Linked DNA regions of Mus musculus: regions 1, 2, 3 and 4 are each linked to region 5. Evidence: chromatin contacts called from public Hi-C data. All regions are on one chromosome and are shown on one strand. The core of a region is the stretch at or near the end of the contact, and the rest is flanking DNA. Distances in the headings are between cores, read along the strand shown. Region 1 has its middle 11 kb from the start of Emx2. Region 2 has its middle 12 kb from the start of Gm33756. Region 3 has its middle 68 kb from the start of Gm19956. Region 4 has its middle 24 kb from the start of Gm19956. Region 5 overlaps E330013P04Rik (RIKEN cDNA E330013P04 gene).

What was found. A called contact is a pair of places that touch in the nucleus more often than the background predicts.
Region 1: a contact with region 5 is called in a Hi-C map of uterus, with 3 times the contacts expected there. The contact joins two enhancer-like sites. A contact is called at or near these places in 1 of 39 promoter capture datasets (neutrophils), 1 of 15 datasets of contacts at CTCF or cohesin (embryonic stem cells), 25 of 484 Hi-C or Micro-C datasets (the C2C12 cell line, Sertoli cells, bladder smooth muscle and 15 more), 27 of 115 datasets of contacts at active chromatin or transcription factors (T-cell acute lymphoblastic leukemia, bone marrow-derived macrophages, craniofacial prominence and 17 more) and 5 of 9 other capture datasets (adipose tissue, embryonic stem cells, embryonic trunk and 2 more).
Region 2: a Hi-C map of uterus shows a contact between it and region 5, with 5 times the contacts expected there. The contact joins two enhancer-like sites. A contact is called at or near these places in 4 of 15 datasets of contacts at CTCF or cohesin (the NIH/3T3 cell line, embryonic stem cells, large pre-B cells and 1 more), 13 of 484 Hi-C or Micro-C datasets (the AML12 cell line, the Patski cell line, the STO cell line and 6 more), 6 of 115 datasets of contacts at active chromatin or transcription factors (embryonic basal ganglia, embryonic limb bud, fibro-adipogenic progenitors and 3 more) and 1 of 9 other capture datasets (embryonic stem cells).
Region 3: a contact with region 5 is called in a Hi-C map of uterus, with 3 times the contacts expected there. The contact joins two enhancer-like sites. A contact is called at or near these places in 3 of 484 Hi-C or Micro-C datasets (embryonic stem cells, nephron progenitors and uterus) and 5 of 115 datasets of contacts at active chromatin or transcription factors (craniofacial prominence, embryonic basal ganglia, embryonic fibroblasts and 2 more).
Region 4: a contact with region 5 is called in a Hi-C map of uterus, with 2.1 times the contacts expected there. The contact joins two enhancer-like sites.

The regions. Positions count from the first base shown.
Region 1 is chr19:59,467,213-59,472,810 of GRCm38.p6, forward strand. No RefSeq gene overlaps it. Among named protein-coding and RNA genes, the nearest start is that of Emx2, 11 kb to the left of the region's middle. Within about 2 kb of position 2,264, at least 47 of the 459 cell types and tissues checked have an H3K27ac peak or open chromatin away from gene starts, as enhancers often do. A contact at or near this core is called in uterus, where this site is marked.
Region 2 is chr19:59,398,903-59,404,069 of GRCm38.p6, forward strand. No RefSeq gene overlaps it. Among named protein-coding and RNA genes, the nearest start is that of Gm33756, 12 kb to the left of the region's middle. Within about 2 kb of position 1,994, at least 57 of the 459 cell types and tissues checked have an H3K27ac peak or open chromatin away from gene starts, as enhancers often do. A contact at or near this core is called in uterus, where this site is marked.
Region 3 is chr19:59,584,141-59,589,889 of GRCm38.p6, forward strand. No RefSeq gene overlaps it. Among named protein-coding and RNA genes, the nearest start is that of Gm19956, 68 kb to the right of the region's middle. Within about 2 kb of position 4,176, at least 51 of the 459 cell types and tissues checked have an H3K27ac peak or open chromatin away from gene starts, as enhancers often do. A contact at or near this core is called in uterus, where this site is marked.
Region 4 is chr19:59,628,063-59,633,082 of GRCm38.p6, forward strand. No RefSeq gene overlaps it. Among named protein-coding and RNA genes, the nearest start is that of Gm19956, 24 kb to the right of the region's middle. Within about 2 kb of position 2,864, at least 7 of the 459 cell types and tissues checked have an H3K27ac peak or open chromatin away from gene starts, as enhancers often do. A contact at or near this core is called in uterus, where this site is marked.
Region 5 is chr19:60,157,946-60,163,445 of GRCm38.p6, forward strand. It overlaps E330013P04Rik (RIKEN cDNA E330013P04 gene), which reads left to right. Exons shown (of 5, transcript NR_026942.1): 4 at 2,163-2,335; 5 at 3,116-4,646. Among named protein-coding and RNA genes, the nearest start is that of E330013P04Rik, 16 kb to the left of the region's middle. Within about 2 kb of position 3,231, at least 26 of the 459 cell types and tissues checked have an H3K27ac peak or open chromatin away from gene starts, as enhancers often do. A contact at or near this core is called in uterus, where this site is marked.

The DNA of each region.
Region 1 (5,598 bases), core at 1,014-3,513, 690 kb before region 5:
AAGAAGGATTTGATAGCCGCTCTGTTCAAACTAGATAATTATATCTTTTCAAGTCGGAATTAAGATAAAGAAAGTGAAGCAGAGGCGGCTCGCCTTGATCCACTGCAAACAAATTTGGCGCACTTTCGAGTCCTTCCCCCCGCCTCAAAAAGGCAGGACAGTCAGCTTATTAGCCGCTCGTTTGCTTTATTAATTCATCTATTTAAAGTGGCAGGATTAGAGCGTCTAATGTGGGCGCGGGCTGCCGTGGCGCTGAAGAATATAAATATTTGCGAGATGCCATCCCACGATGCCTATCTGGGCGTAGGGCTGGGTCAGGGTGAGCGGGGGCGCATGTGCTTCGCGTCCAGTCCCCTTTGCTGTGCACTGGAGCTTGGCTGTGGCCAGTGGAAGCTGAGTTCCCACTCGTGTTCCGTAGGTGCCAGGCCTGGATGCTCTGGGCAGGGCTCTCTATGTGCCTAGTGGGCAGGGCTGAGCTTTACTTCCAGAGCACAGCCAACTAACTGCATGCTGGTTGTCCCTTGTCTTGCCTGTGACTTGCAGGCTGTAAATTGACATATTTGCCCCGCCCCACCAGTGTGTCCCCCCCTGTGCCAAAGAATGTTCAGTCATCCCAGGTTTTCAGTTTCCTTTTTCCTAATAGGGTCAAGTGGAAGCGGGCCAGGACTACATTCTCCTGCGATATACACCTGAGCTGAGTATTTCTCCCTTCGAACACATAACTTCCCGAAGCAACTAAAACCATCTGGTTCTGGCAGAAACCTTGGATTTCCGGGAGTCACCGTTCCTAGCTAACATTCTGGATGTGTGGAGTTCCAGCTCCCTGGAACTCTGCTTCTGGCAGCCGAACCGAGCCGGAGCGGGCACGTTGGCCGAGGCCCGGAACCTGCCGGGCCACTTTTGTAATAGGGGCGGATTGTGGCAGCTACAGAGGCAAGCCAGGCCGATCCGACTTGAAAGCCCCCCCCCCCCCCCCCCCCGGCCTGAGCGTGGTTTGGGAAACTTGGGCTCCTCCCCGTCCGGCCTCGAGTCTCAGGAAACAAAGTCCTGGACACACTGGCGGGTTGGGGAGGGATTCTGAAGGTTCGGAGGCTTGGCTCTGTGCCCTGTTCTGTGGTGGTAAGATGGGGGCCAGACTGGGCTGCCCACAAGTGGGCAGTTGTAAGTCAGTATATGGGTCGGTTAGGCTGGAGGTCTGTGATAGTACGTTTGTAATAGGTATGTGTCTCGGTCCACCCTACAGCTGTGTTTGTGGATTATGGAAACTCAGTTGAGCGTTCTCACCTAGGACTCAAGTTTGTTTGTATCCGTGCTGATTGTTTACTTTACGCAAAAGCTGAGGAAGTTAGAGTTCCCTGCATAGATTGTGGCAAGATGTCCAGCTTCCCTCGTGGCTCTGTATTGTTTTGCGTCAGGACAAGAACTTGCAGTCATAGGGCTGAGAATGAAGCGCCTAATAAGGTGTGAACATACAGCTTATTAGATTTGTGCACCAGGTCTGGTTGTATAAGATATCTGTGGATATCGTTTGTTTGCGTTTTAGAGGATGGTATGGTGTTTGTGATTTGTGGGGACTCTTCTTCCTGTTTGGGTTGGGGGGAATTCCCTTAATGAACATCCATGTCCAGCATTTAATGTTGCATTTTTGTATCTTGGGGTCTACGCATGAGAAGAGTGGAGGCTTGTGTTGGGGTGTTATTCTCGAAGTGCACCACCAGCTTCTGGAGTTCGGTAAACAACAGACAGTTTTTGTAACTGCGCATCTTTTTCTAGGCCGAACTCTATTATTTCTGCAATCAGCACTTGATTTATTTGAGTGCTGCCTCGGAGCAGCCGCGGGCGAGGTCGAGGATTGCCTTATAGTACTAGGCCACCACGCCGGGATGCGGAGCCCGGAAACAGTCTGTGCCTTAGCCTCCTGATTTATTTTCCCCAACCAGCCCCGTAGCGAGGGGGAAGTTGGAGTTTTGAGAACCCTCTGACCCCAGCCGTGACCCGGCTCCGGGAGGCAACTTCTCCAGGCGCGATCCTGTGCGCCAGGAAACCCGAAGCAGTGCCACGCTTGAAAGCGAAAGGTCCATTCATCAGCCGCGCCCCAGCCTCTAATTGGCCTTTTGTTCATTAGAGCCTGTTGCCCAGCAGGGGAGCTTGGGAGGGCCCGAGGCTGCAAGTCGGGGTGCCTGCTGCAGGCTGGGGACCGGTGCCTGTGCCCGGGGCTGAGGTCTCTATAAGGGCAAAAGCCAACGCGCTCCTCTGAGGGGGCGCCAGAGCGCGCCAAAGATCACAACCACGTGCAAAAATGCGCTCCTGGAGGCTAGTCCCCAAGAGTCAGGGCCTAGTCCTGTGGCCATGGCCCCCTTTTGTTCCTTCCTGGTTCCCCTGCAGACCAAGCTGCCCTCTCACACCCTAGAGGCCTCAGACCTGCTGCCCAGCCTCTCCCAAGTTTCTAACCCAGCTGCAGCTGGTGGGACTGGGAAGGGCTCACATCCTGCCTTTCTTTATGCTTACAGTTCCTTCTCCCTGGCTTGCCACTCACCCCAGAGACTTTGCACTCCTTTTCTAGGTGCCAGCTCACACTGTCCGGTCATGGAGCCCGCATCCTACTTTACTGAAAGGCTAACTGGAGAGAAATTTTGGCACAGATGACCAAGGTGGGGATGGTCCCACACCCCAGGGAGGGGGAGGAAAAGGAGACCTTTGTCATCCCAAATTCCTTATCCATCTCCAAGTCAACCCACCTAGATCCATCCCACGCTTAATTTCCAAACCAAACCTGAGCTTTTCTACCCCCTGACATCTCCTCCCCCGCGCCCCTCCCCCAACTCCACCTTTACTGTCGCTTTGCATACTCATCAGAGGAGCCCTAGAGACAGTATGGGGCTTCTCAGAATACACCCAAGGACCAAGACGCACCTGAGGGGCCCCAGCAGTGCCTAGGCAGGGGATTGGGGTCGCTTTTGGAAATTGAGCCAGAAGGACCAGCTTTGCCTTGCTGTGGACTGGTTGTCAGCAATCTCCCAGATCGTGGCGACTGAACCTATATATAGGACTTTGGGCGGCTCCTGGCCTCAGCTACCTCCAGGTCCTATATATAGCTTGGGTCTCCATAGCCCCGACTGGACCCTGACGTCAGGAAGAACTTGATCTTGCTTGCTTCACTCCTGCTTCTGAAACTGATCCTTGAAATGAGAGAACAGACTCTACACAATTCCCATGGCCTTGACATAAGGTACAGCGATAAATATACACCACTAATGAGCAATTACCATATAATCACCTTCCAATTAGCTCGCATAATGATGAATTAAACATTCTAGCAGGCGGGATTAGGTTTCTTACTTTGTATATTATTTACGAAGGCTATAGCATCTGCAAAGAACCAAATATCAAATTAGATGGGGAATTTTCACTTGGGGGTAATTAAGTATTCAGGCCAACGGCTGTGTTCTGGTCACTAGTGCATCAAGTGAGGCCTCGTGCAGGATACTGACCAGTTCCTTGGCCATTTATTTGTGCTCTCTCTCTCTCTCTCTCTCTCTCTCTCTCTCTCTCTCTCTCTCTCTCTCTCTCTCTCTCTCTTCCTGTGTCTCTCTGTCTGTATGTGTCTCTCTGTCTCTGTGTCTGTCTTTGTCTCTCTGTCGCTCTGTCTGCTGTCTCTCTCCGTCTCTGTCTCTCTCTCCGTCTCTGTCTCTCCCTCTCTCTCTGTTGTAATTGCTTTTCCTCTCCCCCTTTACCACCCTGGCCCCTGGGGTGGGAGACTACATGACTGGGGATGCCAAGGCCAGGGACCAGGGATGGGACCTCAGCCTAAAGGTGGAAGGTAACTCACAGTCGCAACCAGCGACTGTCCCCCGGGCCCTGTGCACTCTGGTCCCTTATTCTGTTTCTCTGCAGCCCAGGACGGACGCCCCGGGGGGCCTCTCTGATCTGTGGGAGCTATTTGAGAACAAACGCCGCCAGCCACCGCTGCTGCTGCTGCTGCTGCAGAGTGCAGGCCCTTATGGCTGCTCCATACGGAGGAGAGGGGCTTCCCTCAGCGCCCCGGCCTTGCTAGGGTCCCTTAAGGGCACTCCTTTCAACTTGTACTCGCTGTTCCCACCCAGGTATGGGGAGGGAAAGCCGGGTGGGAATAAGGAAAGAAACAACAAACTTCGCCCCGCCCGCAGCCACCTCTCCTGTTCGGAAATGAATTTGGGCAAGAGATTACTTCCTAATCTGATCTAGCTCTGCTGACATTTGGGAAGAAGATGAAAATGGCAGCTCAATTTCATTGTGAAACGGGGTCACTTCGCGGGGCTCTACTCCCTAGAGAACGTGGATGCCCCTCCTCCTTCCCAAACCAGAGGAAGAGGAAGAGGCAGCAGAGGAGCTGGAGGGGTCAGCAAGCTGCTGGATTGGTGGTCTCCGGTTCAATGGTGGGGTATTAGTAGGCAGCCAGCCTGGGTCAGCTTCCTCTGTGCATCATCGCCTGCCTGCAGGGCTCCTGTTTGTGCAGGGTGGAGAGCTGAGGGCTTTCCCTCTGGACTAAACCGGAGAGCCTCTTTCTTACAGGGGTGCCATGGGAGGCGAGGAAGTTTTGCCTTCCCCTGGAAAGTCATTAAAGTCATTGTCCCCAGGGCCTTTATCTTGCTTCTCCTGTGCTTTCAGGGTAAGTAGCCATACTTGGAAGGGATGGCTCCTGTGATAGCTCCCCTCCCCAATTGACTCCTGGAGCTGCAGGGTCCTAAGAGGTAGGGGCTAGGGCTTCCCTCATCAGAGCTTCCCTTCACTCACTGCAGACCTGTTCTTGATCATCCCGCAGGCCCCACATTGTCTATCCTCTGCCCTCAACCCTGATTACCCAGAAGTAGTCTCATGCCACACCAAGCAAGAGGGAGCTGATGGAGTGTGTTGCTTGAGGACTTGTTTGTTCCTTAAATGCTGTGCTCAAGGAAGGACTCTTAAAGGTCTAGGTGCTTCTGAGGAACTCCCGTGGGGTGCCCATCCTGGGATGATGACATCATCTTTAGTGCAGGTCAAGGGAGAGTAGAGAATCTATGCTCCATGGAACACTGAAGATGTGGGACACATGCCACATGTCTAGGCATGTAGATGGTTCTGGAGGAAAGGGTTCATGTTGCCTGTATGATGTCTGTGTGCAGCTTAGGAACAGGTACCTTTTCTTGTGGGTGGGTGATTGCCTGGTAACCTATTAAGTGACTGGATTTCAGTGAAGTACTTTGCCCCTGTCCCTTGGTTAGGTTTCTTACAGTGTGCAGTCTGAACTGCAAGGGCTGTCTGTGTTGGACATGGAGGCCCCAGCAGGTGCTTTGCTTACTTGTGATGTAGTTTTCTTCTGAGAAGTCTCATCTTCACTGGTACACACGTAGTGAGGACTGTCCCTTGCCCCTTTCACAGTAGGGATGTTCTAATTTGCAGCTGGTACCACCACCTGTGACCTTCAGAATTCCTGCACATCATGTAAGGGCCGAGTCCCTGGGCATGCATGTCCACCTAGAAATAATTAGAAGTGAGTGTTTTGAACATTTTTGGAAGACAGAGGGTGAGATGGGGCATGGCTTAACATACTTGTGGGAGCCTCAGTGAGGTTTATGGGCT
Region 2 (5,167 bases), core at 744-3,243, 760 kb before region 5:
GTCACCCAGGTGCCCAATTTTTCTGTCCCACCCTAGCCTTGCTTGAAGCTCAGATTGGCCTCCAGCAATGGGTGGACCAGGGCAGGATTGGTGGAGACTGATTTATGTGCTTATTGTATGCAGATGATCTGGTAAGAGCCACGGGCCTCTCCTTGACCCTGAGTTCTGACACTGAGCTGCAAACATCTCTACCCTTCACCCACCTCAGGCTTTGAACACTTTGCTTCAGGCCCACCCAACAGAAGGAAGGAGTAGGAGGGTTATGGGTGAAGAACCATGAAATACAGTCACTTCTTCCAGTCTGGGATTGGCTTGTTTTTGTGAAGTGGTCTCTGCTTCGGCTTTCTTCTTGGAGCTAGGTGGTAAGGGGCAAGCAGGACACACAGGGATGGCCAAATGTACCACCCACCCCCACCCCCACCCCCAGATCCTGTCTTGGGTGTCCATGACGGTTCCCTTGCCTGGCCTGGAATTTGAGTTTTTAGCAAACACTTTGAGTACTCCTGGACAGAGCATTGCTCAGCAGGCTGAGGACTCCAGGCCAGATCCATCTTCCTGCCCTCCCTCCTCAGCTGGACTAAGACTCCCCTTTCCTCACTCTGAGACTACCAGAACGTCTTATGTCTGGATCCTGGAGCCTGCCTGGAAATCAAGGCAGCTTTAACCTCAGAGGGAAGGCTCATCAGAACAAAAACAGCACTTGTAAACAGCACTGTGTCAGTAGCTGGACCTTTCCCCTCTCAGTCACCCTGGGTCACTACTCTTTCCCCCTGAGGACAGGGAAGCCTGGCTTGATACAGCAGAGGCAGACCTGGAGTTATCTCTGGATCCAGGTGTTTGAAGAGCACAGAAGGAGGAGTGAGAGAGGGTAGAGGAAGAAGGGGGAGACTTGAGACGGAGGGGGTGGATTGAGGGAGGGAGGGGATGTGTAAAAGAGGGAAGGAAGGGGAGGAAGACGGAGGAAGAGGGGGAGAGAGAAGAAAAAGGGAGAGCTGCTGGTGAGGAGAAAGGGGAGGAGAGAAGAAGGGGAGGGAGAAGGGCAGTGAACTGAGAAAAATCTCTCCCATTCCCGGTATTTGCTTGTGCTCCATTCATTTGTCGGGCTTGGTCTGGGTCCACCCTCTCCACCAGGAAATGCTCACTGTGTCCTTTTGTCCCTTAGAATCATTGTCCTCACCTTTCAGGCTCTAAGCTCAGGTGTAGTTCAGGTGCCCAAGGCCATGTTGATTAGTAACAGTGGAGACCGGCTCTGTCAGCTCTCTGTGACAAAAGGACAGAGTCAAAGAACAGACTGGCTCTTCTCTGACCTAGAAGAGCTGCAGCTCCACAGGAAGACCCTGTGAGGCACCTGACTGGCAGCGCACTCCAGACAGAGCTGCTTGGGAAGAGTGGGACCCAGGGATTCAGCCCCCTGAAGAAGACACCTAGGGTCAGCATCCTGGCGTAGCCCACAGCCCCACTGACAGGTTTATTACCAAGCTTTACAGCTTCCAAGCTTAGTCACCCGCTGAAGTCAGGCTGCTCAGAAACAAACACATAGCAAAGCTGTGACCCAGCTGCCTGATCTGGGAGAGGCGACCCACCCTGGGCAAAACTGGCACAGAAGAGGCAGCAGGCTGAGGTCGGGCGAGCCACGCTTGTCCTTAATCTTCCTTGTCTTTCCTTTGAAGCACTTATGGTGTGAGAAGCAGATTCCTGCAGACACCTGAGAAAGCCTAATGCCCTAAGGGTGTGGGATGTCCTGTTCCCCCGGGACTCCCCAGGGAGCTCAGCCTGAAGCTTGGAGAAGAAAAAGTTTTTTTTTTAAAAAAGGAAAGAAACAAAAAGAATTCAAGGCCCTCCTAGCTTTAGTTCATGAACAGAGAAGAGTCCAGGCCCGGATCCAAAATAGTTCAACCCAAATTCCTTTTCCCTGGCTGCTCTTTCCCCCATACATGGCCTCCACAGAACCTCAACCTCCCCCAGTTTCCCTAGCTGTGACCCATCACTAAGTGCCACTCAGTACTTCAGCCCTTTATCTATCTAAGTTAGTGGCTCTCCTGCCCAACTGAGCATAGTCGGGATAAGTAATTCCACTTGGGGGCAGTCCCTCCTGCTGTCTGGGGCATCAAGGACATGGAACATCCCTTCCTGCTGGCTGTCCCCCGCTGCCAGCTCACCTCATGTTCCTGTCCCAGGCTGGAGAAAGGATAAGAAGTCCAGTGAGTGGGAAGCTGGGGAGAAAAACCTCAGGGAGCCTTGGACTTGCCTGATTCCCTTGGATTAGTGCAGAGGGGTGCACATGTGTGCACAGATGTGCACATCACTGCTCACTGCCCAGGGAATCTAAGTGCCCACCCTCAACCTCTTGCTGGAGTCAGGACACCGTGTCAGCCCCTTGCAGCAAAAAACAAAAACAAACAAACAAAAAACAACAACAACAACAACAAAAAAAACCCAAGCACATCCTTTTCTCTTTGGGATTTTTGCTTCTGAAACACAGTCTGCTTCTTTCACTTCCTTTCCCCCTTTCCCAGCATGCACCAGTGTTTTTACGATTGAAGTTCACTCTTGATTTTTATCTAATTGTAACATAGTAAAAGCTGCTGCTAATTGTAACACAGTAAAAGCTGCTACAATATTGTTAAATACGGACTGAAAGTTCCCAGCCCCAAAGGCAAGGACATGACAGGGCAGGTTGAGTCTGTACATCCGAGAAGGGGTCAGTTGTGATGTCACATCCAAATCTACATGACACATGTGTGTGCATCACTGTGGGGGTTTCCTGGAGCAGCAGTAAAGCCCATACTTAGGATACTAGTTCCAGAGTGTGCAAGACTTAGATCCCAACTATGCTACTTACTAATTTCACTATGCAGGTCAGTGTGTAAACCTCAGAACCTACAGCTGTCAGGTGGGAGATTGAGAGCCTGACTGTCCGAGTGGTGATGCTTTAACTATGTTGGTGAGGAAATGGCTGTGTAACAACTGATTGTCCTGTCTCAGTGGTGAACAGTAATGAATGGCATTTTGAGTGTTTCTGAATCTTGGCCAGGCTGTGTGTCGCTTCAAGCTGAAGGTCTGGTGGGCTCAAGTGCACTTGTTGAGTTTAACCCAGGTTCTGGACAATGTGGCAGCAACTGCCTCCAGGACACTTCTCACAGTAATGACAAGACACAGAAGAGCCCAAGGCCAGCGACTGCTGAAGCAAGTTTCAAGCCCTTAGGTTACCTTACTACTTATTACTACCACTAATTTTTATTACATTATTACTTATTATTACCATTGGTTAGAACAAGCCTGAAGGCTGAGCCCAGTGGTAGAGACAGAAAAATGTATTCAGTCCACAAGCAGGACATGATAAGGGTAAAGATACCATCTACCACAGAAGGTGTGGCTCACTCAAAACCACCATTCGGTTTCTGACTCATGGCTGGTACTTAGGAAAGAGGTCCGTGACTGTTGCTCAGCCCTTGAAGAATACCTGCTTCAGACTCATTCTAGACAAATGTAGACTCCAGGTTTCGCTCCGCACTGATGAAATGTCACCAACTTGGCTCTGATCTAGGGACTCTCCTTTCTCTCCCACAGTGCCCTTCTCTCTCACAGAAGTCTTTCTATGTCCAAGTCCTGTGTTAATATATGCATACATACATGCATGTGCCTACGCATAAATAAATTTAAATTTAGACTCTGCCTGTGAGAGACAGTGTGATATCTTCTGGGCTTATGAATGGCCATCATCAGCTTCTTTGCGGTGACACTACCGCTCTATGTAACAGATCAAGGAGGGATCTTCAGCAGCAGCAGCAGGACCTTAGGTGTTCGTTGCCTGAGATCTGACTAATGCTGTGTAGTACTGGATCATGAAGGGGACATTGGGGAGTCCTATACCACAGCTTACTGAGTGAGGAGATGCTGATCTCATGTCATAGGCTCTTCTGTCCTTCCCTTGAGTTTTAGGGTGAGCATTTCTTTCAAGGCAGCCTTGCTGGGTTCAATAATGACAAGATCTTTTGTCTTTAAGAGTCAGCCAATACCAGTGCTTGGTGCAGTCTCTACACCTTCACCTGTTGGGTGAATGAAGAGACAAACACATACCTGTTCAATGACCCTGGTCTTGGTGAAATTCAAGGTACAACATTCCTTAAAGACATTTTTGAAAAATATGAAAAATGTAGAAGTATGGAATGCCTTCCACATGGCTGGAGTGCATGCAACATGTCTGCCTATCTCTTTCCTCCCTTCTCTCCCTTCCTCCCTCCCTCCCTCCCTCCCTCCCTCCCTCCCTCCTTCTCTTTCCTTTCCTTCCTTCCTTCCTTCCTTCCTTCCTTCCTTCCTTCCTTCCTTCCTTTCTTCCTTCCTCCTGTCCTTCCCTCCTTCCCTCCCTCCCTCCTTCCCTTTCTCTCCTTCCCTTTTTCATTCCTTCTGTTCCTCCTCCCTCCCTCTCCTTCTTTCCTCCCCTCCTTTCTTTCTTTTCTCTCTCTCTCTCTCTCTCTCTCTCTCTCTCTCTCTCTCTCTCTCTCTCTCTCTCTCTCTCTCTCTCTCTCTCTCCAGTGATCTGCCCTTAATTCCTGGCACCAGGTACTTAAGAATATAGAACCTAGATGTTTAAAGCATAACTCCTCTCCCAGTTTCGCTTCTCGTTTCAGATCTTTCTAGAGCTCCTCACTGGGCACCCAAGGTTGTATAGAGAAAGCCATTTACTCTAAATTTCTCTTTCCAGACCCTTTCTGTGCCCCTTGGTCTCTGTGACTCAGGCAGGCTTATCGGCCACTAGAAAAATATTGCCAATGTCTCATTAAAACATTGAAATCTCCCACACCAGATGGCAGAAAGTGTGAGTTAACAAGACTGCAAACAGCCAAGAACACCATCCCCCTGTCCCCAGCCAAGAGCATCGTCTCCGTGTCCCTAGCAGCTTGGAAGAGGTAGTCAGGGCAGAGAAGGCCACAGAGGATGAGGGTTAGGGTTAGATACACAGTGAATGCAATGGCACCACTGCCAACCATGCCAACGGCGTGGGTGACTGAACATGGCAGGGCAGCAGCCACGTTGACAGGGGTTTCTTATATGAAGACCACATTCCCAGGAATGGTGTGGGTCCAGAGTGCCAGGCAGCTATGGCTGTAACAGAAAACCAAATTCCAAAGAAGTAGAGCATTACTCTGATGAGAATGGTCGGGGG
Region 3 (5,749 bases), core at 2,926-5,425, 570 kb before region 5:
TATCATTATTTCAGGCTGGTCTCAAATTCAGTATTTATCAGATTTGAACCTCTAATTTCCCTGCCTCTCCCTCCATATTAAAAGTGTGTGTCACCTTACTAGGTTTCCTGGCAGCATTTTAGAACTCAGCAGCTGAAAGTTCTGTTAGATCTTCAGGCTGGACAAAACCCACTTATTTTTCTTCTTGGCTGGGAAGTGAGAAAAACAGGTGTTAGTCTGTCTACAGAAGTTGTCTTCCAGCTGTGGTGGAAAGCCTCTTCATTGTGTTGGCCTTGCTGGAAGGAAGAGATTTCCCTGTGCCTAGGATTCAGACCCAGCAGAGATGCCCAGGGAGCCTAGAGGCCTTGAGGGCCAGGAGCTGAGCTGCAAATGTGGGTTGCCTGGCCTCCATCAGCACACACAGATGTATTAGGTGGGAACAACTCCCTGGAGTCCCTCCTTGTCATCTCCTGGCCACAGCAGATCAGAGGTGTGAGAGCAAAGTGCATACTTCACGGATTGCTCTCGGAGGATTGTTGGATTGGGCCTCAGCTGGGTGTGATGTGGAGAAGGGACTGGCATCAAGGTCGGAGTGGAGAGAAAGGTGAGCCCAGGCAGAGAAGTATGAAGGCCTGTGTTCTACCCTCTCTCCTCTCTCCCTGATGTCTGAGCAGAGCTCTGTCGGTACTGTGGACTGAGCTAGCATCTTGGGCCGCATCTGCCATGACTATGCCCCTGAGTTCCCAGGACATGCATCACAGCTTTGAGAGGCTCAGAAAGGACCTGACTCTTTGCTCATCATCCTCACAATAAGCTCAGATGGGCAGCCAGCCCAGAGGGGCTACAGGAAGTCTGCCTGGTGCATTGTGAAGTCTCGGAGGATCAATTCCAGGGGACTCAAGGCTGGGACGAGAAGGAAAAGGTGAAAGCACAGGCGATTCTCCCAGGTTTTCAAGCTAAAGAAAGTAGGGGGTCGGTAGACACATGCCCCAGGCCACCCAGGTCATTTAGAGGCCAGCAGGTAATCCCTTCTATCAGCAAGAACCTTTGTCACACTGGGTCACCTGAATCTGGTGTTGAGCTCTTTCTCTGACTGCATAGGCCCCAAATCGAATCCCTTGTGACGATTTCCCATGAGGCCACATTCTTTCACATCTTTAGGGCTCTGCTTGTGTCCTAGGCACCTGCCATTCTTCTTATCCAAGTTGTGTTCTGCCTGTGAGAAGCCTGGGTAGGCACCTGTTCCACCCAGTACAACCCATGTTCTCTTGCCCTGTGTCTCTATGTCAACATTTATGTTTTTTTATCTTGGGGCCCGTATCACCATTCACACCAGGACCACTTTTAGTTGACAGACCATCTCATATTTTGTTTGATGAACGATGGGTCCTCAGCGCTGCTCGCTGATTGACTGAGTTGAATGGAAGGCAGACTTTGACTATGAACTACATAATTAATTGATTGGCTGACTTGATCAACTCCAGGGGGCTTTTCCCCAAGATTTTCTCCCTGGTTTCTACATCAGACCCTCCCTTGTGCTCCTCTGAGCTGGAGACTGCTACACACTTGCTTTACCCCACCTGGGTACAACTTATAAGCTTTCATTTGGGCCTTTCTGAAATGTCTCTGAGGAAGCTCACTCTGGTCCCGGGGATGACTGAGCCATGGTGATCTGGCTCAGTAGTGACTTCAGAAGCTTGGCCTCATGTAAACATACAGGAAGCTCTGTCTGATGGAGGGAAAATTGTGATTCTGCCGCTCAAGCCCTGGGGTTAGAAGGTCAGAGCCAGCTGGCTTCTAGGACTTAATATGCCTGTGCTGGCAGGCCCCAGAGACAACTTCCTGGTCAGGACAGCTGCCTTCCACAAGCTTCACCTCTTTGCTCAAGGGAGACAGGAAGGAGTCCGGCCCTCCAGATTCCAAAGCTCGGAATGTGTCTCTTCTTGCATCTCCAGGAATTTCAGCCCTGAGGAATTTCATTGTCTTGCAGGATGCTCAGAGGGATGTGAGTTCCTAAACAGGGCTGCACTCCTCTTTAAAGAGACGCATGCCCCTATCCCCTCAGCAGGCCACACCCAGAGGAGAAAGACTAGGTGCTTTCTCCTCAACCTAGACCAAGGCCACCTTGGCTGTTCTACTCACACTTTCTCTCCCCACTGAGAGAAAGCCAGGCTAGTGAGAGCCCTCATTTACATTTCATTAAGAGGTGTTGGGCTGGGTGATAAAGAACAGATCTATTCTGTCCCTGGATCCAGAGTTTGGGGCACCACTCTGCAGTTATTCCCAGCAGCCCTCTCAGTTCACCTCCCTGCCTCTCACGGTGTAGCCTGAGCTACCAGAACCATATGTTAAAGGTTCTGCCCATTTCCAGTGGGCCTCCAGAAAGGGGATGGCACGAACTCTGCTTTCACATAAGAGAAATCCAGATCAGAGAGGTCAAGCGATTGCTATGACTACTCAGGTAGGATATGGCAGAGCTGGGCAGTAAGCCTAAGCTACCTTGCCTCCAGAGCACCCGCTCTCCCTTTATGTTGGAGCTCATCACCACCCACCTAGAGAAGGAGTTGCAAGTATGAAAGCTACTGGCACCGGCACCGGCACCGGCACCGGAGGAGCTCAGTGTAGACCAGTGACAGTAGAGGGAGGTTGCCCAGACACCCCACTCTCTGTTGCTCCGTGCTCTTGGAGAATGACACAGGATCCCTTAGCAGTTACTCTACTTGTTATGATGTAACTCATCATGTGACAGTTTCAGGGGGCCACACCTTCATTCTGCTCTCACCTGGGAACCCAGGAAGATGCCAGCATCTTTGCGTGGGAACTTGGAGAGCCCACATGAAGTCCCTATCAGGGAGAATGTCACCCTGAGAGCTCCCCATCCTGGCCTTCACAGGTGGAAGAATTTGGCGTTTTTGGATTCAGACATGGCCTGTGGCTTATGCCAAAGACAGGGAGCAGGAGCACGGAGGAAACAATCCTAGTTGTTTCCTAGAAATGTTGGGGACCAGCCTAGATCTAGAAAGGGGACAGTGTGGCTCATCTTCCTGTGCATCTTGGAAATCGCTGGAAAACTCCGGCTCAAAGTGATCCGTGCTTTATCACATCGCCACGTGTACAGTGCTTTTCAGCATTTCTCATGATGTGTTTTCAGGCTCAGATTGATGGAGGTGGGAGTCAGGCCCGGGGGTGGAAGAGACAAGGGTTTAGTAATGAGTTCGAAGTTTACAAAACACAGAAGCCAATATGGCTTCAATACGTGATGTGACCCTTTATAAGCCTGGAAACGACTCTTCAGAACTCTTTCTGGACTGACTTCAGAGTGGAGTGGCGCTGGGACACCACAGACTGACTTTGAGCAGTGGGTCGGTATTGCAGGAATTTTTTAATTTCCTGTAGCTCAGAACAGTTTTCTCCCAGGGCGCTTTCGGAGTTACTCTGCTCCGAGTTGACCACGTTGCTACTTCGGGAATGGCCCAGAGAGAAGGAAAACACCGTCCAGGAAGAACATTAATGGGATTCCCCTGGAAAATGACACCACCAAAAGTTTAGAAAAATATTTCCAGGGAAATGAGGGACCCGCTACTCAGAAGACAGAAACCAGTGACCTGACACCTCTGAGCTTTAAAAAGCAGAATAAAATGGAGTCACTTACACTTCCCAACTGAAAGGAATTTGGGAAAAGCAGATTATTATTAATTATTTTAATAGCTTCTTAATTAGCCCTTCAAACAAGTTTTTAAAAATCCCCAAAGGTGTCTAATTTGCATGACATGTTTTTACTTTTCTGTGCATTTCATTAACAGCCCCCTTAAAAAAAAAACCAACAAGTGAGACAGGGGAGCAATGATTTTACTAGATGGATTTGGAAAAGAACTCAAACTTCTTCAGAAGCCCATGTGTCTCGCTTCACCTCAGGGGTGTCTCATCTGTGTCACCCCAGGGTGCTCACAGGAGGTTATATGCTTTTCAGAATTCACCGAAGAGCTCCCTCAGAGTCACCATGACCCCGCAGAGCCTGACTGGCTCCAAGGGGCGGGGCGAGGCGGGGGTGGGGCGGAGGCGTGGGCGGGGCAGTTGATCCTTAGGCCAACAATTAATCTGGAAGATAATGGACTTCAGCCGCATCAGTGGGCACATGACCGGTCAGGAGGAGCTGACCTGGGGACACTGAGAGACCAGAATGCGGATGTCTCTCACAATGTGTGAAACGAGGCAGAAAAGTGGCACATTTGATTGAGAACAGAGACAGCACGGGAAAAGTCAGCACCGCCCGCTTCTGGCGGATGTGCGGCTGGGAAGCTGGAGCAGACACTTAGCAGCCCAGGGCATAGTGCCAAAGGATGGACTCAGACCCCTGGGAGAGCTGGGCAGGAGGGAGGAGCTGACATAGCTTTCCTCTGGTCCCCCTTTCCTCTCTTCCTTCTCATCGTTGTGACCAAGGGCACTTTCAGTCTCATCTAGTGTGTACCGGATCTGGGTCAAGATCTTGGCTATATCATCTCCCTAAATGTTTTCTACCCTACCGGGAAAATGAGCTCCACTATTTTCCTCATTTGGCAGAGAGCAGCTGTTTAATAGCTAACTTTTAATGAGCAGTTACTATGCAGCAGACCTTGGAGTCTATCAGTATAAATTCAGTTATCACAACACCCACCCATTCTACAAGAGCTTCCCTCCCACACTGGATTTTCCAGTGAAGAAAGGGAGGCTCAGAGAAGTTAAGTGACTTACCTTGGTCACACAACTTATGAGTTGCCCATGTCAGACTTTGGATCCATGTTGAATTTTACGGACATACCACATGACCTGTTCTCTTCCAGGCAGCCCTCTCTGATTTTCCACAAATCCTAAGCCAAGTTTTATTATTTGTGCTGTCTTTTGAAATTCGATTTCTCTGTCCCTGACATATTTTCCTGACTGTATTCTCAACATGCTCCAGCTCAGTATCCGAGTGTTGTACGTATTCAAAATCTGCACCAAACAAGCGTATCATAAGAAGCAACTTTAGCTGTGAACTTGGACACTGGAGAAAGTTACACTTTAGCCGATTGGATGTTGTTGGGCTGGGGGGCCAGCACTGCTCATTAGACTTCAAGGTGATTTATCTTTCTGCTTTTTTTTTTCTTGCCTACTAATGGAAAATTCTCTCCAAAGTCACATTAATTAGCACTCAGAGGCTGTTGTAGCAAAATCTTCCCAAAATAGCCCCAAGTACATCTGCAGGAGGGGAGAAGGGCTGAGCCTCTGATGAGGTATGTGGATTTGACAGGCAGAGAAAGCTTGAAATAGGCAGACTGGCAGCCTCCAACTGCCCTAGAACATGGGTGGGAAATGGCAGCTCCAGGATGGAGAAGATTTTGTGTTTACCTGAAGACCACAAGGAACAGGCACACGGAAGCCGTTGTTCCTTTGTCCAGAGCAGGAAAGGCATGATTGACGCCACCTATCACCAGATGCAACAGTTAAGAAAACCTCTTCCTGGTAAGAGTGGGCCCTCAGCAAACATGGAGCATGGGACGGAGTGGAGGGACTACAAGAGAGTGTGCACGTCTCTTTCTTTGTTCATTTTACGTCGCTGTGGAGACCTGATGTTCAGGAACCCTCCAACCCCAGAAGCGGGTGGCTGTTTGTTTATCCTTGTGGTTGAAGACTGTTGTGTACAGAATACCCATCAGGAGACTGAAGTTGAGTGGAAGCGATGGGGTCCGTGGGCAAAGCACTTGCAGAGCGCCGGGGAGAAGTCGACATTGGATTCCTAGCATACAGGAAG
Region 4 (5,020 bases), core at 1,614-4,113, 530 kb before region 5:
ACTCCAAAGGTGCAATGGAGAGGGGAAAAAGGGAGAAAATCAAAGGTACGTGTGTGATGTCATGACCAGGTTTGGCAAACTGACTTCCTTTGAGTTGGGTGTTTTGATACCCGCACATAGGAGCTTTAAAAAGCTGAGTAAGGAGCTTGGCTGTATTAGCCTCAAGTTTTCCAAGAGTTAGCTTAGCTATAAATTAACTAGTCTCCAAAATACATAAATAAATGAATTGCCTTGTTCGGAGACGTCTCCAGTAGGGCGCCGGCTGCTCTTCTGAAGCTGGTGGCCACTGCCCAGCACTTTGATGAGAAATACTTATCAGTGACATATTGAGAAAAATTGTACCTACAAAAGCAACGTCTTCTTCCATGCAAATCAGGCCCCAATTCCCCACAGATAAGGATCTTTTTGATGGAACGCCTGCAGAATCCCCGGCTCTTAATTCTTTCATTAGTATTCCAGACAGCTGGTAGCTGAATAACAGAGAAAACTGTCTGAATCGCTGTGTCTGAAGCCTAATATTGATTTGTTTAATAGTGTCAGGAAGTCAAAATTCACAAATCTCCTGTCGATTGTTTATGAGGCAGTTAGCAGAGAATTGGTTGCCCTTGCTTAATTAATAACTCATTACTGAAATTTGATTATATGCTTGAATGCTTTAAATGGGTTCTAACACGGCGGCAGCAGAGTGAGGCGGTGACGAGGTAAGGCACTCTGAGGACAGCTTCCCTCTGGAGGCTTCTGCCTTGAGATTGTCCCCACATGCTTGCCATGCAGGTTCCCTTCAATGTTTCTCCCCAGGTCAACTGCCCTGCTGTCAGTAATTGGGTTGTAGAAGTGGACTAGTATCACACAGGCTAGAGAGTTGCTGTATTTGAAACCTGAGGTGATAAGCGTCATTGATTGGTTCCTTGATGGGGCAGATATGTCACAGGGTTCTGGATATATCCAGTCTGGAGACAGGAGCTATGAGGGAGATGAGTAGCAGATGGGGGCCCAGGACACCGTCTGTGTGGTAAGCTCTGTAGACTCAAAATAGAAAAAAAAAACCCAGCATGTCTGTCTAGTTGTTACCCTGGATAAACAGAATGCAGGATCAGAACTGAGGTCTGGGGCTGAGGCTGTGAGGGAGGTGCTGTTCCCTGTGGCCTGGTGCCAAGGACAGACGGAGAGATGACGGCCCATGCTAAGGTGATGCCAGAGGACAAGGGTGTCTGTGCTCTGTTTCCACATTGAAGAAGTGGGTGCTTAGAGCTAACACAAAGGGCCAGGCTCAGGTGTGTGTGGAGGGACAGCTTTCCCCCACTGACTAACAATGAGGATACTGCCTTCCATGACTCCCATAGAGCTCCTGGGTCATCCTGCTATTCCCACCCCTTTCCACTGAGTTGATGTCAGTCAAACCTTATGGGCTCATGGGCTCACTTTGGTCCCTGTATTTTCATTTAGGTGCAATCAGGTGAGGGAACAGAAGTGGGGGACATAGGTGAGCTCTTCTGTGTACTATGACTACTGTGTAGGGCCTGGGTGGGCGGGGATGGATATAAGACAGAGGGGAGACAACTGCCTCCCATTGAAGCATTGCTGTAGTTCAGTTTGGGGCTAAGTGCTTAGTCTGACTGGAAGACATTCTATCCTTCGTTTCTGTGGGTTAAATCTATTGCCTGGGCTGTCCAGGTTGTGAGCAGCCCTGGGCTGTGTGACAGGTATGTACCACTTGCAGGCTTCTGTGGCAGGTACAGTGCAGGTGAGATGGTACCCGCTGGAGTGGCTAGTCCACCTGACACCATCCTGGTGTTTGCTATGATGCAGATTGGCCAGGGGGCTGAGATATTTTTGTTCTGGAAGAATGGAAGGATTACATTCTAGATTCCAGGCACCTGACTCAGAAATTGTCTAGCACAGCACAAAGTGAGGGATGCCTGGTAACAGGCTAACCCTGAAGTGGACAAAAGGCATGGCTGCCAATGGAGTCTTTCCTATGGACACTGTTCATTGTGGTCACCTTCCTCAGAAGCTTAGGAAGTCGAAGAACAACTTAGGGCTGGAGACCTATATAAAGGACCATAATGCATGGCTGTGGGTTGCAAGGGTAATGGTCACTGCCAAGAGGAGCCAGAGAGCTTCTGCAAAAAGGTAGGTCCAGCATACGGCCTTGAAGGCTGGGTTGAATTTCACTGGGTTGGGGCCCAGGGCATTCCAGGCAGACCCAGGAGTGGGCTGGTCAGGGGTAGGTTTCAGGACCGGCGACCGGCCAGGGTAATATGACCGGCCCGTCTCCTGCCTGTGGTCTTAATTGAACCAGCCAAGCTTTAAAAATGAACAGTTGATCGTTTGATTAAGAAGGGCCTTTGACTCTTTCAAGACCCACGGAGACTGATTCTTATCAGTGTGGATTGGAACAGTTTGTATGGAGGAATGCTGGCTAGATTTGGGAAGGACTGTTTGTGCTGGCACTCGTGCCAGCCTGACTTGTACTTTCTCAATGTTGGGTCCCTCGGTAGAGTGGGTATTCAGGGCTTAGGCCAGACTTGCTACCCAGTGAAGGGTCCCTGAATCTCAAGGCTGTGCTTGCTTCTCCTGGTGACAGGAACTACTTTAAAGGTGCCACCTGGGCCTTTGTTGCAAGGCTGTCTGTGGCAGCTTTCATGTGGCTCCTTGATTCAGCACCAGGAGAGCTTGCTGTTGTTGGCAATGGTGCCTATTTATCAACTTGTTGTAAAGGACTTTCAGTTATACAGAGGGGAAAAAAAATAGAGTTAACTCTTAAAAAAAAAAAACCTCTAATTTATTCTGCTTGATTACGCAGCTGGAATGGGAAGGTAGCTGCTGTTTGTGGTTAAATAACTCCTGACAATTTCTTAAAGGAATGATCTTCAAAGCTTTAACGGGTCAGTGGCTCAAGTACAAAGGCAAGATTGATTTTCGTCCTCCTACTCTTTGTTCCCAGAGTTTAAAACAGACACGTTTGGGTAAATTAGTTTGTCTATGTTATTAATGGAAGAAGTTATTAAACTCCCATAAATATGTGCTGGTATCTTGCTTAAAATGCCAAGTTTGTTTTAAGTGGAGGGGAAAAAAAAGTCAGAAGAGAACCAGAAAAAGGCAGAGGGGTTGATTCATCCCTCTGCCACCCCCTACTCCGTTTCTAGAGATGAATTTGAATTGGTGAGCTGGGGAAAGTATCTAGGGGTTCCCCAAGTCATAGGGGCCATGTCCAGGGTCATAGGACTGGTGTCAGTGAGATACAAGGACTAAGGAGTGGTGGGTACTGACAATATCCTTTCCTTGGCGAAGAAGATGACTTGGGGCTGTCCAGCTGGAGCTTGAGGGTCAGATAAAATTTAATGGCAACTGAAAAGTTTTCTATGCTTTTCCAAGGCTAGAAAGACAGATGGAGGATTAAAGCACTCCCCTACGACCCACATTAAAACAAAACAAACAGACCAATCAGCCAGCCAGCCAGCCAACCCACCAACCCACCAACCAATGCATTTGTAGTTCCAGCACTGGTCATGGAGACAGGAAGATCCCCCAAGCCAGTCTAACAGAATTGCTAACTTTGAGGCCAGTGAGAAACCCTGCCTCAAAAAACAAGGTGAACATTTAAGGAACACATTCAAGGTTGACCTTTGGCATGCTCATGAGGGTGACCATGTGCACTCTCATTTGTGTACACACACACACACACACACACACACCAGATCAAAGTAAGTAAAAGCTGGCCCAGCAGGCAGAAGCAGTTTCCCTACCTCATATCCTGGGCTATAGTGCAAAGATTTGGCCACAGGACCCACCATGGGGCACTGCCCAAGTTGTTGTGCCTCACGGCAACAGAATGCCTACATAGGTAATTCTCTTGACTGTATGAAGTTGATGAGTTACAAATTGTCAAGTTCAGTGGTTTTTTTTTTTTTTTTTTTTTTTTTTTCTGAGTTCACAATGTGACCCTGGGAGTTCTGTTCACAAAGACTCATGAGCCTTACACTGCAGGAGGCTAAAGGCAAATATAGAGTTATTTTTTTCTGGTCTTTGAGCAGAAAAGTAAACCACAGAACATGTTTGGAAATAAAGAAATACATTTGGAAAGAAAAGGGGTCAAAAATACAGCCAGTTGTCAGTTAGTGTTTTTCCTAGACGTCTTTTCTCAGAGCCCAGAATCCTTGCATATGTAAATGTATGCACATGTGAATACACATGCACAAGTACACGCATACATATGTATACACGAATACACATATATACACACGCATGCACACATGCACGCATGCACACACACACACACACACACACACACACACGAATATGCTATACTGAGAGCTAAGCTCCCCTCACCTCGGATTCATTCTTTGAAGCTGCTTCTGGATAAAAACTGCATCCAAATGAAAATGGGCTCCTTTTGTTGTATAGTAGCCACTTCAAGGCAGTCAGGAAGACCAGAATTTGGTATGAGGAATTATTTTTAGCAAAGCTTTTGTCTGTCTTTACATTTAATTAATCTTTTAATGTTCTGAACATTTTGATGCATTAAGGATCTTAGTGATTAAACATCAGAGATGTGTCTCATAGAATATCGACATCCAATAACCATGTTACTGAACTGAACTTTTTTTTATCAACATGTCAGCCTACTGCTCAGCTTCCCTGCACTTGGTCTTCACGTATGTTTTCAAGAACACCTGTGTATCATTTAATCTTACCAAGCCTCATCTCTATGGGTCAGGGAACAAGCCCTCCATAGTAGATTTGTAAAGACCAAGAGAGCCCAGGCAACTGGAAGGGATTGGCAAATGCCAAGTGCCTGCAAATTTCAGTTATTCTCTTTGAAATTCTCTAGTGGGCATCATTCATTCCTTTGCTTCTTCATACCTTCCATCAGCGAGTTCTCTGCAAGCCCAGGCCCTCCCTGTGTCCCTTCGAGTTCTTTGCATACATTAGAGGAATGAGACCTATGTGCTGAGTATAAGTTGCTTGACAGTCTTGATAACAGGGACTCATCTGCATACTGGAAAGCCCAAGTGAT
Region 5 (5,500 bases), core at 1,981-4,480:
ATAGAGCTTTCACACACTGATCCTTAAAGATGGAAACAGTCAGATGCAGTTAGGGGTGAAGCTGCTCTGCCTCAGATATCTGACTTCCTATCTTTGCTGTAGCCCAGAAGTTTAAACTTGACCTTCACTATACATACAAACATACATACATACATACATACATACATACATACATACATACATACATACATCTCCTCTCTTATGTGCAGCTCCAAGGAATTTTAAATCAAGCAAACCGTTGAACTATATAACATGCTACATAAGATCAGAAAGTAGCAAGCTAGATTTCCTTGTAAAAACAAAACAAAACAAACAAACAAACAACACACACACACACACACACACACACACACACGCAAAAGGAATAGAAGGCTCAAACGAGTAGTTTTAAATGTACATGAGCCTCCAAGGTGCCTGCCTTAATCTGGTTAACCTGGGAAGGGAGTGGCAGGCAGCAGGGCACTCTGTCACCTCCTGCCAATCAGTGACAGAGATGGATAACTATAGAGGTCATCTAAGTCAAACTACTAACTAGCACTGCTTTAGATCTTCCGCATTGTAGGAAGTAAAGATGGTAAGATCAAGGAGGCTACAGCATCCTGGCTCACATAGTATGATCTGTCTTGTACAACACCACTGGGCCATGTGCAGAAGGCATTACATTTGTAAGCCAGGGGAGGGAAGACTCCAGCTCAGAGAAAAATATGTTTATAAGTAAACAAAATGTACCTTCCCAACCAGCCAATGACCATGTCTACTCCAGATGAGTCTAACTCCAGAATTGAGCTTAAAGACTGAACCCTCAGCCACGGTCCCCATGTTTGCTTCTGTTTTGCTCTGGCCCATTTATATTCATAATCTCCAGAGACAGTCCAGAAACTAAAACACAATATTCCAAATGCTCACAGTCAGATTCTTCCTCTCTGCAACTGCAGCCTTCTGAAAGAATGAGAGGACGAAGCTGTGGCCTTTCAGATGCCCTTGGGCAGGAGGTGGAAGGACATTCTGCCTTGTTCTTTACTGCTATGGTGTTTCTCTCTCCCAGAGTTCTTTTCATTGTGTGTTTAGGACACGTAAGTCTTGTAACAGGTGAGTAAAATGTGAAGGGGTAAAACTCAGAAGAAAACTCAGACGCAACCATAGCATCTACTGTCTACACACAAAAGGAAATAAATAAAAGTCTTCTCTCTCAGAGACCTGTCGGGAATTTTCATATAGAAACTACCTTCAGCATCTAGGTAACCCTGGTGAGTTCATGGCCACTAACAGCTGCTCGCAACGCATCAGTTTGAAACTATTCAATAATTGCTTTATACAATTTGGAATTTAAAATTACAATTCCACTAAGAATATCTACAAGATCTCTTTAAAAAAAAAATAGGCACACTCAGTAGAATGCATTCATATGCAGAGAAATTCATCAAAATGGTTTTTATCTTAGCTACTAAGCGTCAAGTCCTCCCCATTCACTGAAAGGATCATTTGAATGCGAATACATTTTTTTTTTTAGGTTAGGTTATTAGATTTAGTTCAGATTGCACAAATAATTATCATACTTGGTTCGGATGAGAAACTGCTCTAGAAGTTTCTCAACAGGATGAAACTCTGATGAAAGAGAGGAAAATCATTTGTCAAGATGCTGACCCAAACTTGCCCAAAGATAATCAGCATTGCCTATACATACACATGAAGTTTGCTGGAATAGGGTGGGGTTTGTGTGTGTGTGTGTGTGTGTGTGTGTGTGTGTGTGTGTGTGTGTGTTTCTTTTGTCTTTTGTTTTGTTTGGTGTTTTTTGGTTTTTTTTTTTTTTAAAGAAAAGTTATTATCTTGGAAAGAACTGAGTAGCCAGAAATTGCTATCATGGTCCAGAATGAAGCAATCACTTTACCCTCTTCCCTGAGCGCATTTATCCACCTTCTAATTCCTCACCTAATTAGAGGGAAATGCAGAGCTGTCCTGGTCAAGGAGGTAGGGATTAGGGTTAAGAAAACACTTGTGTTTGGAGCCCCCTGCCTCCCCTGGTCAGTGTGAAAGATTCTCAAAGAGTCTCCCAGCCTCGCTAATCCGTGACCCTCAGCAGGGAGGAAGTGCTAACAATTTAGTTTAAACCTCACACTCTCACACACATGCATCAAGAACGGCTTTTCTTCTTTGATTTGTAGGTATTAGTTGTTTTTCCAGGCCCCATTAAGGACTCTTCATCCTGTCCAGCAAGAGGCATTAAAGCTTTCACGAGTTAAAGTTGTTCCCAGCTCGGTGTTATTCAAAGGCAATTTACACTAATTATTCGAGTCCACAGCGTTACCCATATTAGCAGAACGAACCATCTCAGCAGGTAAAAGTACTTTTGAAATGTTAATTTATTACTGGGGTACAAAAAAATGTCCCTGAATTCGAGGTTTTTGTTTTGTTTTGTTTGTTTTGTTGTTGTTTTAAAAGCCATTTTAAAGGACGGGACTGGAGGCATTTGGTACCCTTCCTATACTTATGTAAACTCTTTTATAATTATTTGTCTTTTAAACACGTGGTGTGTCTTCCAGTCTTGTTGTGGTTAGCACAAAAGATGTCTCTCATCTGGGCTCTTTTTTTTTTTTTCATTTTGCCAAGGAAGCCAAATGAATACCGAGCCCGATTACATGAAATGTCCATGTAAGGATTTTTATTGTTTGGGGTATTTTTGTTGCTGTTGTTCTCATGCCTCAACAACTCTGCTCTAGGGCGTTGGATGGTAATCACTAGCGTTTCCAAAACTTCTTTTATAAGCCATTGCTTGCCAAAATAGGCGCTCTGGTCTAAAATAAGCCGCAGGACCGAGACAACAAGTTCTGCAGCTCATTTGTGACATCCCACAAGGTGTTCATGCTTGGTGGGGCGGGGGGTGGTGGGGGGGGAGGGGAGCTTCCATTTATGACTTCTGGAGAACCCTGGGCCCAAAGCATTTCACTATAAAGTCAAGACGCTCTGGTTTGCCTTCTGGACTTTATTAGTCTCTTACTCATTCCAAAGCGATTGGAGAGAATGGAGAAAGAAAAGGGGAAGTAAATGAAGTTAGACCTTTGCATGTATCTCTTTTTTAAAAAAGAAAAATCCGACAGAAAAATGCTCGCCTTTACAGGAAGCTTCAATAGCGACCCCTCCTGGCGACCCAAGCAGCTTACATGGTACGAAACAGCGACTCCTCTTGGTGACCTGAACAGTTAACAAGATACTAACTGCACTCGGCCAAAAATGAGTGCGACTTTCATTTCCTCCTTTCATCCAGGCGCTCTACAAGCATTCTTATACAGTTGTATACGCTCATGCTCTGCCCTCCAGCCGCTCAAACGATGAAGGTTATCAAGGTGAAAAACATCTATTGAGATGGATGGAGAGGAGAGTGGGGCCCACCAGGAAGTGAGGTCGCAACTGACCAAACAAGCACGGTAAAATATTCACAAAGATAAATTAAAAAAAAAAATCACAAAGCATGGGGAAAGAGAACCGAAGGTTGAAAAATAGCAAATGTAAAAAGACCCCACGGCACACAATAACATCACACATTCTGGGACCTGGAAATTAAGTGGAATATCCCAGCAGTCCACAGCTGTCCACCCTGACAAGATAATAAAGGGGAGGGAGGCTAGAGATAACACAGAGACTTATCTCCATTCATATGTCCTGGAAATATCGTGGACCCTGCATTTTTGAGGCCTCCAAACTCTTTGATCACCTATCCGCACACACCCCTCACAAAGGTTTGATCATCACCTTCCTATCTAGCTATTATGTGTTCCTCTGTTTCAAGCTATGTAGTGCTACCCAGTATTACTTGCTGTGCTCCCCAAATGTTGGTTCTAATATTTCTCCCATGCCAACGGAATGTTGACCATGTCAAATGCCACCAAGTTGATGGGGTCCAAGGACATCCCCGTATACCATTACTGTCCATCTCTGCAAGACTTATATTCCTCCATCTCCTCTTGCCACCAGAGGCCTGACCACTCTCTAAGGGTCCTGACCCAGTCAGAACAAAACCAAATGAGGTCCAAAGCAATTCCAGCCAGCGGGACAGCCTGTCCTGTATGTCCTCTGCCCACAGGGAACCTGGGTCTGTATCCCAGAATATCTCTTCCCGTCTCTTTTGAGTTGAATGCATTTGTGAACCACTGCCAAGATCCCCAAGAGTATCCATAAATTCTAGAACCTAGAATATAGCTAGATATACAACAAGTCCCTATGGGTTAACATGTAGGTCAATTAACATATGATATAACCAAAATGAATTCTGGTAGAAATAAAAATGTGAAAGTTAAAATAAAGTCAGAATCTAATTAGTACTTTTCGTCGTCTTTTTTAGTTGACAACTTTTAGTTGTATACTAAGCGTTCCTTACTTAATGAAGTCCCCCAAATAAAATGTTTACACACACACACACAACTGTACTTCACTTTGCCTATTACCTATGCTATCCCTGAATGATATTAGCATCCCATAATAGACTTCTGAAAGGTACTGCTAGAAATCAAGAGTGACTTCTCTCTTCTGAAACTTTGCTCTGCACTAGAATTGGTATGAGGTCATTGAAAGGAATGTATCCCTTTGGAATCTGTAGATGGCTAACAGAATAGGATGTCTTATGCTGCAATAAATGAACATGTGCACACCCATGCAGAAAACATTGATTTTTGTCATTGAATGTCTTCTGTGTGCCAAGCACCCACATGCAGTATTTATAGTTAACAATGGAAGGGATGTATTTTCACCTAGTATTAAAATGTTACTTATTGGGAAGTACTAGGAGGAAGAGATCTAAAATGATCACACAGACTAAGTGTGCTTCAGCTGCAACCCTAATCCCTCTGGGGTCAGTGTTCACTTCGTACCAGGGGTTGGGAAAGTCCTTTCGAATCAGACTGTCTAGTTCTATGCAGAGAATGTGGTATAGAGACTGTCTGAACTAGTCCTCCTTTAGTTTTCAGGAATGTTTTTCCTGTTGTACAGAGTATAAAGAATAAGGTCTAGATGATACAAGAGGGTATAAGAAGATGCTGAAAATACTTAGAGGGGAAAATTGCTTCCCATAGCCTCGTGATACAGCTTTGTCAGCAAATAATAGATATTCAATCACAACCAATTGATTTAATCCTGTTTCTTAAGGCCCTTTCCAGGCCCAGCCCAGCTTTAATTACAGAACATCCATGGGTGTCAGAATAGTACATGCACATAAAAAAAAATCTTTTCCATGGTTCAAAGTGTTCCCCAGTTAATCTGGCCGCACTACCACCACCACTCCCACCACTTAGCTTAAATTAAAGAGGGTAGACTCCCTAATGAAAGCCAAGAATCCTCTCCATCCTGAAGAATATAGCCACTGGGAGCAACTCCTTAAAATAACTGGGATACTGGGAGGGCTGAGGGTAATGCTGCTGGGATCAGGGCTGACAGCCAGAAGAGATGAAGTTAAGTTGGAATTGATGTTCCTTTTTTTGTTGAAAAAATAAAAAAATAAAAAAAAAGAGCT